Regions from separate parts of the Mus musculus genome. Here region 2 is linked to region 1. The links are chromatin contacts, called in public Hi-C maps. All regions are on one chromosome and are shown on one strand. The core of a region is the stretch at or near the end of the contact, and the rest is flanking DNA. Distances in the headings are between cores, read along the strand shown. Region 1 overlaps Gfra2 (glial cell line derived neurotrophic factor family receptor alpha 2). Region 2 has its middle 59 kb from the start of Gm34757.

Region 1 (4,899 bases), core at 1,507-4,006:
TAGTCTGGCAGCCTGCTCCAGCCTCCTCCACACTGCCTGGGGCTCCACACTGCAGATCCTAGAACCTGAGGAAGCCAGGAAAGGGGGGAGTAGAAAGTGAAGGGAGGCCTATGGAGCTGGGCATAGTGCAATTTAAAAGCCCAAGCCGTGCACCTGTCATACCTGCACTTAGAGGTCTAAAGCGGGAGGGTTTGAGGCCAAACTGGGCCACATAGTGAGTTCCAGGCCAGCCTGGAACATAGTGTGAGACCTGTCTCAAAAAAGAGCAAAACTAAAGAACCATTCTCTAAATGGTCCTTGTTAGCAGAAAAACAGAGGGGGCAGGGCTGTGCTGGTAGACAGTATCCAGACCTGGGACAGGGTACAAGTTTCTACTTCCTGACAACTAAAACCTTGAAGAATGTTGTCCATATCCTGGAACACATTGCTCTTCCCAACCCAAAGTGGACCTAATGATCCCCACCCTACTAGCCTGTAGCTCGAAGAAGCCAGAACTCAGAGAGAGGGAAGGCAGGGTCTCCTTAGGGTGAGGCATCTCCTCATTGTCACCTGGACTCTTCTGCATCGTCCCAGAGCAGGCCAATAGGTAGCCCCTCTCCCTACCTCCCCAGCTCACCAGACATAGCCCACCTTTTAAATGTTTCTCTTCATGACCTAGCATGCCATCACCCATTGTCATCAGTACCTGTGACATGGCTTTGTAACCACCTGTGCTGTACAGCTCAGTCACACTCAGCCAGGAGCAGGTCCAGGCCTGTTCTCATTACCCCGCCACAGAGTTGAATGTGGCACAAAGTCACACCCTTGGCTAGCTCCCTTCTTTTTCCCTCTTCTCCTAGTACTCTGGCCACAGAAGTTTCCATCAGCCTGGATTACGGAAGCTTCCCCCTTATCCTGTCTAAGGCAACCATCACCCCCTAGAGGGGAGTGTCCTGCCCATGTGACCCCATTCATCAGCCCCTCTCAGTCTCTGACAGCACAAAGCAAGCATGGTCCCACTGACACTTCAACCTCAGACTTATGACTTCAACTATAAGAGAGTCTGTTTCTGCCATAAGCTACCTGGTCTCTGATACTCAGGTACATCCTTGGGGGACACTATGGGGTTTTCAAATACTCCATTTTGGCCAAATCTCCCCCCAGACAGAAGCAACAGGAGAACATAAAGGCAGAATGGAGGTCCTGTAGAATCCTATATCGTGAGCAACCACTGTTTACCATCTTCTCTATGAAGCTGTTTAAACATCTTCTCTACGGGTTATTTAAACACACCCTCTAACTGAAATGCAAGAGTCCATTTCAATTCCATGTGGGCATGTATGGACTCTATCTCCTACTTCCTGCATCCCCAAAGCCACCGAAACCTTCAACACAGAGGTTCTTTTTCCATGATCATGTTGGATTTGTCCTTTTTCTCAGTGCAACCACACAGAAAGCCTAGACCAGGCAACTCAACAGCACAGAGACTTGCTGACATTGCTTTGTTTGATCTTCCCAATAAGAACATCCACTGCTAATATTATTATTTACGTATTTCTTCATCCACATCCTCTAAGGCCCTGTTAATAGTCATGGATGGTAGCTATCCCTCATCTTTGCTCCAACTAGGAGCAGATCCCCTGGCCTGTGTCTGACAGAGTGACGATGGGAATGGTAAGCACATCAATATGGAATCAGAAGGGAACCCCATGACATGTTCAAGGCTCTCCACCCCTCTGATTACGGCACAGGGCTTTGGTGAAATGCTACTATCCTCTCAGTTCCTTACAAATAACATCATCTGCCCAGAACTGAGCTGAGGGTTCCAGCTAGACCTGTAGCTGTTGGAAGCCTCTTGAACTGCTCCCATTGACACCAGCATCCAGAACGGCCTTGTCCTCTCTCAAAAGTTTGACTCCAAGATCACACGACACTAGGAACACCGCATATATTTGTCTGGCTTCGAAGTGCCAGGAACCTCTCAAAACCACCAACTCAAAGGCTGGAGAAGTGGAAATATACATGGGAGGAAATGAAAAATGTCACTTGAGAGATATCTAGGACATTTCACCAGCAAAGGAGAGATCAGCCTGGCTCTATAGGAGAAGTGGGGGTGACGGTGCAAGCCAGAGAACAGAAGGTGAAAGAGTACAGACCCCTCCAAGGATTGTAGCCAGAGGGGTTCCTGAGCTGGCAAGAAGGATACTGGTCCAGCTGCTGGGAGAGCCATCTGTCACATGATGGTGCGCAAGCTCTTGTTCTATTGTGTGACCTGAGGCTCACTGGCTATGTCTCTGGTACTCAGTGTCCCCACTTAAGTAGAAAGCTACGCTTGCCCAGAGCTTCAATAAAGCGGTGAGAGATACTGTACAAAGCAGCTCCCAATGTAGATAGGAATCATCATCTTTACCGCTTTCTCCCTCAGCGCTCTGCCTGGCAATCGCAAACAGGAAATGACTATTCATGACCCACAGAGAACAGAAACACACCACTTTATCCTGTGTGGGCAATGTGAGCATGTCATGAGAAGGGAGGGCTCCAAAGGCCTGCTTGGTGGATCCCAGGAAGACCCTGCCCTCCTGAATCCACTGATCCTTCCCATGCCACGATGAACGCAGGGAAAAAAGCAGGGGCTCTGGAAACTTAGGAACCGTGCGCAGAGCCCCCGCAGCCAGGCCCCCAGGGTAATGTAAAGTGAAAACACCATCTCAGTATCATCTCAGTGTGGCTCCAGCCTACTGCCCTCAAAGAAGTCTGGTGGTTAGTGTCAGGAACCCCAGACGTGATACTGTTCAAAAGTAAAGGATGTGGATTTGGTTGGTGAGGGGACGGGAAGGGAGGGAAGCAGCTAGGCCTTCTGCTGTCATCTTAGCCACTCTCAGCATCAAGGCAGCTTGGCAAGCAAAGGGGACAAATGGGGCCATTTAGAAGGTTGCCAAGTCCAAGTCTCCAGGAGGCCTTTGATTGCTCAAGTTTCTCTCTGCCTCTCAATCTGTGATAAACCCACAGCAGCGAGCTTCCTCTGCCAGAACAAGAGACCAAGTGGAGTCAATTTCCTTCAGGCCCTTTACATACTCCAACTCCAGCACAAGGAGAATCAACCACACGAGCACTCCAGCCCAAACCATTATATGTGGGGTGCCAATTGGTGATCGCCACCTCCTCTAGGCAAAATGCCACTCATCCCCCAGACCCTGAGATATCACTGGTCTCTTGGATTCTGTTTCTGCTGCCAAGAGCTGATCTTTCCCGGATCAGTCCCCCACTTCAGATTTAAGGTCCCCCCTCCTGCCCTCCAGAAAAGAGGTGGGGTAAAGAAATCACTGAGAGGAAAAAACAGGCAGATAAGCAGAGAGAAAAGAGCAGAGAGCCATCAAGAGAGTGGAAATGCACACAAACTAAATTCCTCTCAGCTGAGCTCAGGGGAGCAGGTGGATTGCCCCAAAATCACGAGCCCTCTCTGGGCCTGGTTCATCAACAGCTGTGGCCTATTCAATCACAGGGAAGCAGCAGGAGAGAGACACTTGACCCTAATTTGATGAAAAGGTGGTCATATTAGATGCAGCATGTTCATCTCATTTGAATTTCAGATAAATTTTGTTATTATTACTATTACTATGATTATTATTATTATTATTTTACATCTCAGACATATTTATACTAGAAAAAAGTTTTTTGAATCTGGAATTCAAATTTTACTTGGCATCCTACCTCTTTTTTTTCTATTTGATATTTTTATTGGATATTTTCTTTATTTACATTTCAATTGTTATCCCTTTTCCCAGTTCTGCCCCCTCCCCTCTGAAACCTCCTATCCTATCCTCCCTCCCCCTGCTTCTATGAGGGTATTCCTCCACCCACCTACCCACTCTTACCTCCCTGCCCTCAATTGCCCTACCCTGGGGCATGCTATCTCTTTAATCTGCTGCCACAGGTGCCCTGATCAAAGGAGAAAGAACAGAGCTGGTAAGCAGAAAGCAAGCCACATAACACCCTTCTCAAAGTGTAGTAAACAGACTACCAGCACTGTCATTGGCCAGAAATTGCTAGGCATGCAAATTCTCTAGGCTCCGCCCCAAACATACACTGCCTAAAATTGCTGCATCAAAGCTGGTAATCTCACTACCAAGCCTTCAGATGCTGGAATGGCAGGCTCTGAGTCTCAAGTGTGGCAATCTGCACAAGCTGCTGAGTTGGGCTTGTGGGTGCCCTTCAGATCCTGCCTTCTGGCTTCAGCTTTAAATACTCCTGCTTTATGCCCCAGACTTGGAAGAAAAAAAGCCCTAGGAAAATTGTGGTAGCATGCTTCTATACACATGTATATATGTGTGCATGCACACACACACACACACACATACACACACACACACACACACACGCACACACTCCTGCGTCCAAAGAAACACATAGTACATAGTTATAGGGACATGCCCTTATGACTGCTTTGTATGTGGTATTATCCAAAAGAAAAGGACACAGGTTCCTGTCTTTTATTAGTGACATTCTGACTTGGCCCAGGCTACCACACCTTTACAAGTCTGCTTAGGAGAGCTACATTTGGATCTGAAGGGTCCCCACAGGCCTGTGTGTGGAATGCATGTTCTCCAGCTACTGGTGCTATCTAAAGGGACTGTGGAGCCTTAGGATAAAACACATGGAACTCAAGAAGAAGGAAGACCAAAGTGTAGATACTTTGATCCTTCTTAGAAGGGGGAACAAAATACCCATGGAAGGAGTTACAGAGACAAAGTGTGGAGCAGAGACTGAAGGAATGGCCATCCAGAAACTGCCCCACTTGGGATCCATCCCATATATATCCACCAAACCCAGACACTATTGCAGATACCAACAAGAGCTTGTTGACAGGAGCCTGATATAGCTGTCTCCTGAGAGGCTCTGCCTGTGCCTGCAAATGCAGAA
Region 2 (4,899 bases), core at 1,460-3,959, 140 kb before region 1:
ACATGAATATGGTCAAAGTGCATTGCATAAATTATGTAGTTTTCAAAGAATAAATAAAACACTAAGAAACTTACACAGGCAAGCACACAGAATTCAGCACACTTCTAGGCGCTCTTGTGTCCCACTGACAAATCCAACACTAAGAATCTGTACTTTAACAGAAGACATTAAACTAGAAGTATATAAATGAAGAACAAAGTCTGATCAGTTCTAACTGTATGCTCGAGAGTGCACCAGGACTTCCCCTGGGGCTTGCTGGAAGAGAAGAAATACCTGAACTTGAGCTTGAGTGGTAGTTAAGAGGCCAAAGAGAAGAAAGGAAAACAAAAGAAAGGCAGAAAGGGGAAGCCTTCCCATGGAAGAAGAAAGAAGGCTCCCTTAATGGGAAGACCTTTGATAACTAAAGTTGTTAATAAAATCATATACGGCTTTCATCTTCTCTAGAATATTTCTTTTCTGAGCATTCAGATGGGGAGTGAGAAGAGGAACAATTAGATCAGGTAACCAGAAGTTACACCAGGAGTCTAAGGTTGTTGGGACCAGCAAGAAGTCTGAAACTGTTATCAATGAACATGAAAAAAACAGAAGATACCAAGAGAGGCCATGAGGGCAGCTTTGAGAGTTCTGAATTATTCATCTGCACAGACCAATTGCTTTTTTAAAAAATCACAAAAAATGCAAGGATTTTTACCACAGAAAAAGTGATTCTTTTCATGCACATTAGAAGACAGTGTGTAGGGAGACAGGGAGTTGACCCATGCAGTCACTGGGTCCCTTAAGACCTCTGCCTTGTGGCTCCCTCAGTGCCCACACAGCCATCCACTGGTTCCTATGTGCAAGGCCAACATGTGAAGAGAGGTCAAGGAGAGCTGCATGCATCTGGTATTTCCAGGCCTGAAGGTAACAAGCACCCATTTTACCCACGTTTTCTAAGCCAGTTCTCATTCTTCTCTCTCCTGGGAGGCTGGGAGGACATAAGAAGAACAATTTTCTAATTCTCATAGCTGAGAATGGAGAGAAGGAATGAGAAGTTAAGAGTGACTATGTTCAAGCCTAGGGACTTTGAGATTGATGGGACCATTGATACACAAACGGAAATTCTAAAGGAAGAACTCAACGGCTGCGAATCGAACATTATCCATCCGTATGTTTATAGCGACAATAACCCAAGAGAAGAACGGGAGAGGTTTTGCTAAAATGGATAGTCACAGCATATCCCAGGCACTTTGGGGATCATAATGCCCCTTGTGCATGACACCAAAAGCAGTAACCAAAAGCAGAGGCAACACAATAAAAACGAGATAACATATACTTCAGTGTCAAAAGCTTTATGAGATAAGTACAGTGGCCCATGTGTGAATTATCGGCACTCGGGAAGCTGAGGCTGGAGGACCATGAGTTTGAGGTCAGCCTCGGTCACATGGCAAGACAACTGCCTCAACACAAACAGGGCTATAGAGGTGGCTCGGTAGTTAAAAGCTCTTTCAGAAGACGGAAGCTCGGTTCCAAGTACCCAGATCAGGAAGCTCACAAGTACCTATAACTGTAACTCTAGGGGATAAAACACCCTCTTCTTACCTTGTAGGACCCAAAACTTGTGTACACCACACACACACACACACACACACACACACAAACACACACACACAAACACACACACACACACCACACACATACAACACAACACACACACACAACACAACACACACACAACACAACACACACACAACACAACACACACACACACAACACACACAAGGACTTTGTCCAGAGAGCTAAAAAGGCAGACCATGAGATCAAAGAACATGAGAAAGCCAAAGTATTTGCAAATGTGGTAAAGATTAAAATCCAGAGCAAATAACTACTACACTTTACAAAAACATTAAGAAGGTTTAACTTAAAATTGAACACAGGACTCCACAGATATTTTTCCAAAAGAGAGAGGTAGGAAAGGAGGGAAGAGAGGGGAAAGGAGAGAGGGTGGAGGAGAGGATGAGAAGAAGGAAGCAGGGAGGAGAGAAAAGAGGGAAATTTCGAGAAGAAACAATAAACAAACATTGGCATGGTTCTGGAGGAACTGAAGTGCTCTGGATTGACAGAAGGACTAAAGGATGTGGGTGACTTAAGTATTGGTCAAAGGAACAAACAGACAAATACAGTTTACCCCCCCCCCCAATGGAGCATGATCCTTAAAACAAAAGGATACTCAAATATACACTATAACATGGACCAACCACAAAGTGAAGCTGTGTAGATAAGCTAGTCACAAAGGAGAAAGTGTGTCTACTGTATAAGATGCCTAAAGGAGCCAGACTCATGGGCAAAAGAAAAAAGAAAAAGGAAAAAAAGCATGGTAGCTGCTGGGAGCTGGGGGAGAGGAGATGGTGAGTTAATGTTTAACAGGCTCCGAGTCTCAGCCTCGGAATATAAAAGTGTCCTGGGGATGGATGGTGGTGATGGTTATACAACAATATGAAGGCACTTGCTGCTTCTGCACTGTACAGCTACAAATGGTTCAGATGGTGAGGTTTATGTCAGGTGTATTTCAGCACAATAAAAAAAAGGAAAGGTGAGTTCACCCACCAAAGATGCAGGGTCACAAGGAGATTCCCTGCTCAAAGCTACTGGTTAGCTACTGAGAGACGCTGTCTGAAAACCCTCTCCACACATCTGTCTCCCTTCTGAGTCACCTGTCACTCTAGTCTTCCATCCCCACCCTGCTGCTCCTGAGCTCACCACCTCCCATAGCCTTCAGTCCTGCCCCTAGAGGGAGGACTGTGTTAGAGATGGCAATGTCCACCATCTACATTTCTCCCTATGCACTCTTCAGCTCAGCAGTGAAAGCTCTCAAGTCCCCCACATCCTCCAGGCATGCTTCATTTCTGGTTTCCAGAGCTAAACAAATTCTAAACAGCCACCTCCCCCTCTCTTGTCTCTCCCATCCCTCCTCTCCTTGCAGGTCATCTGCCTCAACTCAGTACAGTGTCTTCCCTGGTAGTCTCCCAGGTGGGACCAGAGCATAGGGTTTCACAAACATTTCCAGGTAAACTTTGCCCTACAGAGACACCTCCATTGCCCCCATTTGTAAACATGAGAAAAGCAAGGACCACAGAGACTTGCTTTTACCACAGGGTATCTATAGAGTGGGTGGCAAACCTGGGCTAGGAAGAAGCATCAGATAACAGGGACAGCAAGCATCCACCCACAGCTAGCGGACGCTGGGTCCATTCCGGGTGCTCCTTACATGTTACAATCCACAGACCCCTCACAACGGGTGAAATAGACTATGAGCATGCCATTGGGCACCTGACAGTATAGATGTGGATACAGAGAGGTTAAGTAACTTGCCCAACACAAATAAGCTAGCCAAGAGTGGGACACAGATCCAAGGCCCATGCGATCTAGGACAGCGTTGTGCTGGAAGGCACAATACCAACTCTCCCAGAAGTAGGTCACTCCCCTCCTCCCAAACCTACAGAATCCACTTCATCTGTAGCATGACGCTGATCAAAGACTAACCTAGATCATCAACTGCACCAGCCACATATGTGACTAACAATTCCACACTGCTTTTTCAGACAGGATTGGGACCCTTCTGGACCTCCCCTGCCTTAATATCGGAGCCATCTGTACAAGACGCAGCCAATCGTCACCTATTTTGAAAGTCACTGGCATGGAGATAGGATAAGAAGTGTGCGTGTGGCCTCCATCTCAAGTCCCTAGCACAGAGCTTTTAAGGCTTTTGAAGTGTCCTGAGTGACAGAAGGGATGGGGCCCCTTTTGTTATAGCTTTCTGGTTTTGTCAGCAGTTCCAGACGCTGAGCTTCTAAAACTCTTGGAGTTTCCCTGAGTGCAGGATAATGGGAGCTGTTTCTGTGACTCATAAACTAGTTCCTTTCACCTCCACTGAAGTGTCTGTTAATAAGGTGGCTAAGGTGGCTGGTATCTCTAAAAGCCACCTCAACAGCTTCAGGAAGAGAATGCTTCAGAGGAGAATGAGGGTAGAGCCTTCATCCTCACCCCAGCCTCACAGGAGAGGGGAAAGACTGGGTTTAGTCTCCTGTGTCCAATGAGGAGATTCCACTAGGAACCCTAAGAAAAGGTGAATAGAGCCACATCACATGATAGAGGCCTGGGGTGTGTTGAAGGAAATGCCCTCCACAGGCTTACTTAGTTGAACTCTTTTTCCCTGTTGATCTCCTTGTTTGGGGGCGTTTAGGAGGTGTGCCTTTGTTGGGAGAAGTATATCACTGGAGACAGGTTTTAAACATTTAATAATTTGTACCATTCTCAGCCCCCTCCCCCATCTCTTCACCTTTGTGATTCAAGATATAAGCTCTTAGGTGCATTGAGGGGAGGAGATCCTCTGTGACTTTCATGGGTAGCAGTGACAAGCTGCAGAAAGCAATAAGGCAGTACAGCCCACCAGAACTCAGTAGCTGTAGCTGGTACCATTTCAAACATGTCGCTGGGAATCTGACCCCCAAGTTGTTTGTTTTAGGCATATTTCAACACAGTACAATCTGGTGTAAACGATTCTTGTGAGGATTAACTCAACCCTGCATGTACCACAAAGTGTACCTAAGAGTCCTTGAGGAACAAAGTAAGCTAAAACCAGATCCAATGTGACAACATTGAAAGTCTTAGTAAAGTACCCATGACACCTCTCATACAGATAGGTTCTATAAATTGACAGAGAAGAAACAAGTTTACAGAAGGGTCTAGAGAGGGGTCCAGCGTCAGAAAGACTCTATCCACCAGACTGTGCAAAAGTCACCAGGCTAGAAAGCACATCTACTACAGCCTGTTGAGTGTAAAACAGGTTTTGCATTTCTTCGCTTGAAGAAATAACTGTTCTTGCTTAACACTCCTGGTTCCCCTACCGCATATAGATGAGTT

What was found. A called contact is a pair of places that touch in the nucleus more often than the background predicts.
Region 2: a Hi-C map of CD8 T cells shows a contact between it and region 1, with 1.7 times the contacts expected there. The contact joins two enhancer-like sites. A contact is called at or near these places in 3 of 484 Hi-C or Micro-C datasets (CD8 T cells, nephron progenitors and pancreatic cancer cells) and 1 of 115 datasets of contacts at active chromatin or transcription factors (memory CD8 T cells).

What each region holds. Positions count from the first base shown.
Region 1 is chr14:70,961,273-70,966,171 of GRCm38.p6, reverse strand. All of the region lies in intron 4 of Gfra2 (glial cell line derived neurotrophic factor family receptor alpha 2), which reads right to left. Among named protein-coding and RNA genes, the nearest start is that of Gm34588, 22 kb to the right of the region's middle. Within about 2 kb of position 2,756, at least 56 of the 459 cell types and tissues checked have an H3K27ac peak or open chromatin away from gene starts, as enhancers often do. A contact at or near this core is called in CD8 T cells, where this site is marked.
Region 2 is chr14:71,105,516-71,110,414 of GRCm38.p6, reverse strand. No RefSeq gene overlaps it. Among named protein-coding and RNA genes, the nearest start is that of Gm34757, 59 kb to the left of the region's middle. Within about 2 kb of position 2,709, at least 7 of the 459 cell types and tissues checked have an H3K27ac peak or open chromatin away from gene starts, as enhancers often do. A contact at or near this core is called in CD8 T cells, where this site is marked.